Regions from separate parts of the Mus musculus genome. Here regions 2 and 3 are each linked to region 1. The links are chromatin contacts, called in public Micro-C and promoter capture Hi-C maps. All regions are on one chromosome and are shown on one strand. Each heading gives the region's core, a stretch centred on a gene start, on an enhancer-like site or on the middle of the called end of the contact. The rest is flanking DNA. Distances are from core to core; before and after follow the strand shown. Region 1 holds the start of Doc2b (double C2, beta). Region 2 overlaps Nxn (nucleoredoxin). Region 3 holds the start of Timm22 (translocase of inner mitochondrial membrane 22).

The links. Promoter capture Hi-C pulls out the DNA fragments that hold promoters and counts their contacts. A called contact is a pair of places that touch in the nucleus more often than the background predicts.
Region 2: a promoter capture Hi-C map of pre-B cells shows a contact between it and region 1, with 3 times the contacts expected there. The contact joins the enhancer-like site here to the promoter of Doc2b in region 1. A contact is called at or near these places in 5 of 39 promoter capture datasets (the C10 cell line, cranial neural crest, liver and 2 more) and 1 of 484 Hi-C or Micro-C datasets (CD4 T cells).
Region 3: a Micro-C map of embryonic stem cells shows a contact between it and region 1, with 3 times the contacts expected there. The contact joins the promoter of Timm22 here to the promoter of Doc2b in region 1. A contact is called at or near these places in 13 of 39 promoter capture datasets (the 3T3-L1 cell line, cranial neural crest, embryonic stem cells and 7 more), 3 of 15 datasets of contacts at CTCF or cohesin (embryonic stem cells, pro-B cells and stem cell-derived epiblast-like cells), 39 of 484 Hi-C or Micro-C datasets (B cells, the BV-2 cell line, the C3H10T1/2 cell line and 21 more), 20 of 115 datasets of contacts at active chromatin or transcription factors (the 230-238 cell line, the SCID.adh cell line, bone marrow-derived dendritic cells and 13 more) and 4 of 9 other capture datasets (adipose tissue, embryonic stem cells, liver and 1 more).

The regions. Positions count from the first base shown.
Region 1 is chr11:75,794,695-75,797,446 of GRCm38.p6, forward strand. Doc2b (double C2, beta) reads right to left here and starts at 1,366. Exons shown (of 9, transcript NM_007873.3): 1 at 827-1,366. The coding sequence starts at 1,199. Gm12339 (predicted gene 12339) reads left to right here and starts at 1,115. Exons shown (of 4, transcript NR_136933.1): 1 at 1,115-1,424.
Region 2 is chr11:76,373,688-76,376,387 of GRCm38.p6, forward strand. The region is part of intron 1 of Nxn (nucleoredoxin); the gene reads right to left. Among named protein-coding and RNA genes, the nearest start is that of Nxn, 24 kb to the right of the region's middle. Within about 2 kb of position 1,279, at least 134 of the 459 cell types and tissues checked have an H3K27ac peak or open chromatin away from gene starts, as enhancers often do.
Region 3 is chr11:76,405,733-76,408,483 of GRCm38.p6, forward strand. Timm22 (translocase of inner mitochondrial membrane 22) reads left to right here and starts at 1,411. Exons shown (of 4, transcript NM_019818.5): 1 at 1,411-1,710. The coding sequence starts at 1,473.

The DNA of each region.
Region 1 (2,752 bases), core at 116-2,615:
GGTTCTGAGGCTGGCTTTGTTTTTTTTTTTTTTTCTAAGTGAAACAGGGTGACAGCTGGGCTGGGGCCCTTCCATGTAGTCACCCCAGCCGCAGCCACAGCCCTCAGCAAATTCACGGGACAGGTGATGTGACTTCTTCCCTCCTTGGCTTCCTGGATGGTCCCTGGTGGGCAGGGTTAGGCATCCTCAGGGACCACACAAGCCACCAGGAGAGGTCCTGGCCTGGCTCGGGAGACCCTGGTGTCTGTTGTCTCCCTGGGGCTGAGTCCGAGAGGAGGGGGCGCGGCTGGGGACCCTCCTGACCGGGGAAGCCGGCGTAACAGGTGGGCGAAGGTCCACGGCCAGGGCCGGCGGGGTCCGCAGATGCGGGAGGAGGAACCGCCAAGGTTTTTCCAAAGGACAAGCGGCCCCGCGGTCCTGGTTCTCGGCCCGCGCACCAGCAGAGCCGTGGCGCGGTGCGGGCCGCCGGGCCCGCCCCAGCTACCGCAGGGTCCCCAGCTCTCCGGGTGGACACCCCGGGACAGCCCGCACAGGGCTCTGGGGCCTGGCGCAACCGCGCGGCCCGCAGCAACTGGTGTCTCTCCGGGGCGCAGCTCCGCCCTTCCCGGGAACAAAAGCCGCCGCCCGCGCAGGAGCTCCTGGCGCGCGGGCCGAGAAGGGGTGCGGGGCGCGCCTCGGGGAGCGGAGGCCTGGAAACGGGGCGCCCCAGAGGACGCCCCCAAACTTCCCAGCTCTCCCGTGCGGTTGTTCCGGGCGGCGGCGGCGCTTGCCCTGCGGGGACCCGGGTGCGGGGAGGGGGCGAGCGGCCGGCGACTGGGAAACTTACTGCAGTCGTCTGACTCGTAGCCGTCGACGTCCGGCTCGTCCTCGGGGGGCTTGGCGGGCGGCCTCGCGGGGCTGGGGCCGGGGCTGGGGCCTGGGCTGGCTCCGTAGGCTCCGAAGAGCTGGTCCACATCTTCGTCGTCGTCGCGGGCGCCGTCGGAGGGGCTGCGGGGGCTGGCGCTGGCTGCGGGAGAGCGCGCGGGGGCGTCCGGGGGCGCGGGGGCGCGGGGCGCGGCGGTAGGGGGGAGGCCCCGCGGGAAGCGGGGAAAATAATCGGAGATCTGCTTGATAGGCCGAATGGGGCCGGGACACACGTCGATGGCCATATGCTCCTGGATGCTGATGGTCGCCTTCTCCCCGCGCCGCCGGAGGGTCATGCAGGCAGCGCCGCGGCGCGCGGCCCGGCCCGGCCCGGTGTGACCCCGGCCCGGGGGCAAGTCAGCGGGTCCCGCGGGGCGCTGCGGGGGCTGCGGTCATCGCCAGCGTGGCCCCCGGACGGCCCTGACGCGGCTGCTGCCTGCTCGGCGGCGGCCGGTGCGAGTGAGTGCGGGGCCGGCAGCAGGGGGCGGGCCCAGCCCGCGTCACCCGGCAGCAACCAAGCGGTGAGTGTGCGGGCTGCGCGCGCGGGCGGGCGGGCTGGCGGGCACGGAGAGAGCGAGGGAGCGAGCGAGCCAGGAGAGCAACCACTTCCTCGCGCTCACACGGCGCGCTCACACACGCGGGAGACGCGCAGGGCCACTCGGAGCCTTTGCCTCACTTAGGCTCGCAGACTGGGTGCCAGCCCATGAGGGGCTGCATTCCACTCTCGTGCAGACACACACAGACACACAAATGTGTGTAGAGACACTCAGTGGAAAAGATCACCCATTCCGGGCTCCAGGCTACAGACACATGCACTGGTGGATGCTAAGGCATGGTGCACCTCCCCAGCATGCAAAATACATACAAGAGACACATGTTCGCAAGGATGCCCAGGGCAGTCTTCCGTGCTGGGCTCAACTCACAGAACCCATAATAGCCATAGAAGCCATTTGGGGATGTGGATAGGAACTCCTCAAAAAATCCCCTCCTTTGTAGAGGCAGGTAGGTAGGCCACAGGATTACCCTGCCAGGGAACAGGCTGTTTACTTCCTAGCAGGACAAGTGTACCCTGGGCTGTCCCAGGACACTGCTGGGACAGTCTGCTTACTTCCTCTCAGGTCACATGTAAACAGGAGCGTCTATGACCTGGGCCAGACTCCTCACTCAGTCCCTGAGTGGCTTAAAAGACCCAGAAGAACAGGCTGGGTGAGAACTTGGACCGGGGCATGGTCAGGATGGACAGAGGGAAGCAGGCCAGGCCAGGGATCTCCTGGGGTGATGACTGAGTTCAGGTGTAAAGGCAAGGTGCTGCCTGGCCCACACTTGTGCCTCCCATGCCAGGCAAATCCCTGCCGCAGTTCAGGGAACAGCTGTGCTGGGAGCAGGCTGCTGCGTGTGCAGATGCATCTCCAGTAAGCCCTGGGCCGGCGAGGATGGAACCCTGTTTACTCTGGTTTTCACTGACGCGTGGGAGAGGCTTATCATTTTTGGCTGTGTCCCTCTTTTGTCAAGGTTCTCAACCCATGGGCTGTGACCCCTTGGCGGACTGTCGATTTCGACCATGGGAAAACACAGAGATTTACATGGCAATTTATAACAGTAGGAAACTTACGCTTATGAAGTGGCAATGAAAATAATTTTACGGTTGGGAGTTGCCACAACACAAGGAACTGTATTGAAGGGTCGCAGCATTAGGAAGGTTGAGACCCACTGCCCTACTGAGTCTAATATGAGAGTGTCAACCCAGAACAGGCTGGGTGAGGACTTGGACTGGGGCATGGTCAGGATGAACAGAGGGAAGCAGGCCAGGACAGGGATCTCCTGGGATGATGACTGATGCAAGGTGAGG
Region 2 (2,700 bases), core at 29-2,528, 580 kb after region 1:
CCAGTAAAGACGGCAGCATAGGAAACCCACATTATTTTTTTTCTTTATTGTTTTTCTATGGTGGGGTGTGGTATCTTAGAGTATAGCTCAGGCTACCCTCAAGCCTATCCCCATCCATAGCCCCCTAAATGCCAGGGTACTTGCTTGGCAGTCAATCTGAGTCGCCATTGTCGTCATCGGCTTCATCATGCGCCCTGCCTCCTCCCCAACTCCACTTTAAAATCTCTTGCTGTAAAATACTGCTTTCTACTATCTTTGACCACTTGGGGATCAAAGGCAAACAAAACTCAAGGCAAATCCTAGTTCTGTGCACTACAGAAAGCAATGTTGAGAGAAAACTAAAGCTCTCAAACAAAAAGCGATTTCGCTTTTCTCAAACTTCTTAGCGATTTCACGGTCTACATACATGAAGCCTTGGGCCTGGCTCTGGGCTGGCTTAACCATTTCATTTCATCCCACACAACACTCTAGCTGGTTCATCAGATCTTTTCTTTCTATCAAATCAAAAAACAAAAGGGCACCAATGGAGTTGAGCCGGTCCTCAGTGGTGCAGCCCTGGCCCAGCATGTGGGGGGCCCTGGGCTCCACAGCACCAGAGGAAAACAAGTATATGTATGCATGGAAATAACACACATGCATACATGCGCGTGTGCACGCGCAGGAACACACACACAGAGTCTATTTCTTCTCCTAAGAGGCCTCTCACATCAGCAGATCTTTCTAGAGTTCCAAAGAGTTGGTCAATACAGCAAGTTCAGCAATCGGGCCTAACCTGCAGTGCTTAGAACCTGCTCTGGGTGGGATAGTGGAGTTCTCTCTTTACAGACCCGCGCGCTGAGAGCTGGGGCCTTTTAAGATCAATATATTTTTAAAATGTAGGCCGAGTGGTTGTCAGCTGTGGGGAAACAGCCTCCTACTGCAGGCTCTCCTGCAAGCTGGCGAGCTACTTCCATGTATGGAAGTGGATGCACACTGTAAAACCTCAGGCAGGAGTCTGGACAGGCTGATGGGGGTGGGAGCGTGACGTTCCTTCCAGCAGGGCCTGAACTGAACTAGAAGGGTCGGCAACAGGGTTCCCTTGCTTAGGGAACCGAGGACTCTTCAATGGAAAGGCTGCAAGGGCAGAAAAAGATATAAAGCAGGAAAACACGGGCATAGAACCCTCGAACAAGGAGGTGCCCAAGACACAGAGGGTCTAAACCTAAGTGCAGGAGCCTGGCTGAGCTCTGGAAGCCAGGGCCCTGCAGCTCATGCGCAGGCGCACTGACCTCAGCCCCCTGGAATGCAGAATCCTCCACAACTCGCCATCCATCACCAGAACTCCCTCAAGGCCAGCTCTAAGAAGGGTAGCTTCTGGTTTGTTTTGTTTCTGTGGTCTGAGAAACTCGAGGCAGTTACTTCTTGCCAGGGCACGTCTCAGGCTTGCCAGAAAGTTGAAGTCAAGCTGCCAGGCTGCAATAGATACAAGTTAGAGCCCCACAAGTGTTACGGATAGGTGCCTCTGACTGAGCAAGGCACTTAATGAAAACGGGAAGGGGAGGGGTATCCTGAGAAGCTTAAGATATGTGGCGAGTACAAAGTAGAAACAGTATAGTGTCAGATGTTTATTAACAATAGTTATGTCTAGCCGGGCGGCGGTGGCACATGCCTTTAGTCCCTGGAGGCAGAGGCAGGTGGATCTTTGAGTTTGGGACCAGCCTGATCAACAGAGTGAGTTTCAGGATAGCCAGAGCTACACAGGGAAACTATTTCGATAGCTAGATAGCTAGATAGCTAGATAGCTAGATAGATAGGTAGATAGATAGATAGATAGATAGATAGATAGATAGATAGATAGACAGACAGACAGAGGCTGCTCTGGGAAGCTGGGCATACAGCTTAGTTGGTAGAATACTTGTTTACCATGCACCAGGCTGTGGATTCTGATCCCCAGCATTACACAAAGCAGGGGTGGTAGCCCATACCTGTATCCTCAGCAGCGGCGAGAGAAGGATCATAAGTTCAAGATCATCTTCAGCTAAAGGCCAATAAGGGCTACATGAAATAAAAATTAAAAAAAAAAAAACAGAACAAAACAAACAAGCAACCCACTTGCTTTGTGATTTCTGCCATCTTGCTTACACTGAGAAATAGAAGCGATGTCTTCAAGCTTTGCTAATGTCCACATTCAGACCAGAGAGCACTCACTGTGGAGCACCAGACTTCCTTGCCTCCTTGCTTCTGCTCCCTCCCAGGGCCCTGCTTAGATTCCCTAGCAGCCTTCCCTCAAGTCATCTCCTCTGCAGCTCTCAGCCCAGCTCAGGGCTCCATCCGCTGAAGACTCACAGTTGTTCTCGGGCAGAGATCCACCTCTCTGTAGACCTTGTCCCAGCTGCCCCACAAACCCCCTCAGCTGGGAACATTAGCGTCACATCTCACTGCCCTCACCAAAGCCAGGATACAGCCCTCACCATACGCCCTGACGGTTCTCAAACCCCACTCCCTCTTTCCAATCCCTACTCAGCTGTCCTAGGGCAGTGCTCTCTTTCCAGTGCTGTCCACAAGAACTCTGTGCAACCTAAAATTCTATTTATAGCCACATTGACAGCTAGAGAGTATTAAGGAATAGTGGCACATATCTGTAATCCCAGCACTCAGAAGGCTGAGGCAGGAGAATTAAGAGTTCATAGCCAGCCTGGGCTACACAGCGAGATACTGTCT
Region 3 (2,751 bases), core at 161-2,660, 610 kb after region 1:
TGATGGGAGGTAACAAAACTTCCTTGGCAGTGAGCATGAAAGCAAAGGGATGGACTCAAAAGACAGGTGTGTATAAGCAAGAAGAGAGTGATTCACCCAGCCAGGAAACAGGAAGTGCAGGTGTGTGTGTGTGTGTGTGTGTGTGTGTGTGTGTGTGTGTGTGTGTGTGTGAAAGAAGTTCTAACTTCACCTGTAGCTCCTAGTTACTCTCTGCTGTTGGAGGACATTAATCAAAGCCCCTTAATTGCAAAGTCATCTGTCCAGGATCTGGAGAAATGGATCAGGAGTTGAGAGGGCTGGCTGTTTTCCAGAGTTCCTGGGTTCAATTCTCAGCACCTATATGATGGCTCACAGCCATCTGTTAACTCCAGTCCCAGGAGATCTAATGCCATTTGCTGGCCTCCCAGGTACTACGTGTACTCGGTCCACAGACATACATTCAGGTAAAGACTCGTTTGAATTAATTTAAAATAAATAAAATCTAAAAATAAAGTCACTTGTCCAGTACCCACTGTGTACAACAAACCGGTCAGCTAAGCAGTATCTGTTGGCACATACCTTCTACCAGCCATAGGGCTGTGACGTTTTTCCATTGTTAACCATAGTTGTATGCAACTAGTATGTATATAATACTCTATACTCAGCTTGCTCGCTCTCTCTCTCTCTCTCTCTCTCTCTCTCTCTCTCTCTCTCTTTTCTTAAGCATAGTTTCTCTGCGTAGCCATGGCTGCCCTGGAACTCACTCTATAGACCAGGCTGGCTTCAAACTCAAAGATCTGCCTGCCTCTGCCTAACTGATTTAACTGATTTAAGGCTTGCTAGACCACCACTCAGTTCATTTGTTGGCCTCCTTCTTTATTCCTTAAAGGCTTAATAACTATGTAATAAAATACATTTAGAACATATGTATGCCATGTTTCAACACTTACTTACAAAGCGCGTACATTCGATCTCAGAATACCAACCAGCCTGTGGTTCTAGTGAATCAGGTAGCTGCATCACTGCTGCATGGCTTAGAAACAAAGCAGACACGCGCGTCCCCTGCTGCAAGCTCAACGAACTGCAGCCTAACAGGAGCCCGACCGCTCTTCAGCGGCTTCTCAAGAGTTTTCAAAGGAAGTAGCATGTCCAGTGAGCACGCACGGCTTTCTGGGAAGTGTAGTCAGATGTTCGAGTTAGAACTACAAATCCCGGCACGCACCGCAATGGGGCCCCTAGTTGAGGGGTGTTCTTGAGATATTGAGTCTTGTCTGATTGCTTTTAGCAATGTCTTACAAACTTGGCAGCTGTTTAAAGAGGCGTTGAGGAAGCACGATAGCTCCCTCGACGCTGATGCATAGGCAGACTTTGCTTCTACACCTTCTTCAGTGTGGCGAATCTGCCGTTGTCGTCACTCTGGCTGGACGCCTAGGTAAGCGTGTGGAATCGGCTGTGGGAAATACGAAGTGAAAGGTACTAGAGCCCCTACGGTCATGGCGGCTACCGCCCCCAAGGCCGGGGGTTCAGCTCCTGAGGCAGCGGGTTCTGCCGAAGCTCCGTTGCAGTACAGCCTTCTTCTTCAGTACCTGGTGGGCGACAAGCGTCAGCCCCGGCTTCTGGAGCCTGGCAGCCTGGGCGGGATCCCGAGTCCTGCCAAGAGCGAGGAGCAGAAGATGATCGAGAGGGCAATGGAAAGTTGCGCCTTCAAGGCTGTGCTGGCCTGTGTAGGAGGTGAGACGAGGCTCGAGGGGCCCTTGGGATGCTGAGGGCTTGAAGAGCCTTAGGATTCCTTATCAAGACAACGCGTTTAGGAGGCAAGGAACCTGTAGGTGTCGACCTTGATTGCACCCGGACTTGCTCCTTGAACCCGGAGATGTCTCTCTTGACCCTGGGGTTAACAGTCAGGGTATGCAGGATCCTAAGTAGTTGCTTTCTGTCGTTCGTTTGTTTGTCATTTCATTCATTCATTCAACATGTTGTTACTATGTAACTGTCATGAGCGGACAGGAGCCCTGAAGGTCTAATATTAGGACCCAGAGAGAATGCTGTAGACACATAGGGAGTTGCAAAATTGTCCTTAAGGCAGAAGTTTGGAGCTTGGAAATTATTGCTGGGTGGTGGCGGCCCAGGCCACGGGGGTGGGGGTGGGGTGGGGGGAGGGGCTGAGACAGACAGGCAGACAGACAGAGCTACATAGAGACACCCTGTCTCAAAATAAAACAAAAAACAATGAAGACCAGTATGATTAGACAGACGGGGTGGGGCTGGGATAGACATTAACAACCCCCAACACACACACACACACACACACACATTCACATTTTGAGGATTTGAGAATGTACAGCATATTTAAAACAGACGGGGTGGGGCTGGGATAGACATTAACAACCCCCAACACACACACACACACACACACACACACACACACACACATTCACGTTTTGAGGATTTGAGAATGTACAGCATATTTAAAACGTGCAGGTGAAAAGGTTAGGTATATTTGTAGATGAATTCAAATTTCATTACAAATGAAAAACATTAGCCGGGCAGTGGTGGCACACGCCTTTAATCCCAGCACTTGGGAGGCAGAGGCAGGTGGATTTCTGAGTTCAAGGCCAGCCTGGTCTACAGAGTGAGTTCTAGGACAGCCAGGGCTACACAGAGAAACCCTGTCTGGAAAAACAAACAAACAAACAAACAAAGCAGGGAGGAAGAGGCAGTCAGATCTCAGAGTTCCAGGTCAGCCTAGTTTATATAGTGAATTCCAGGACA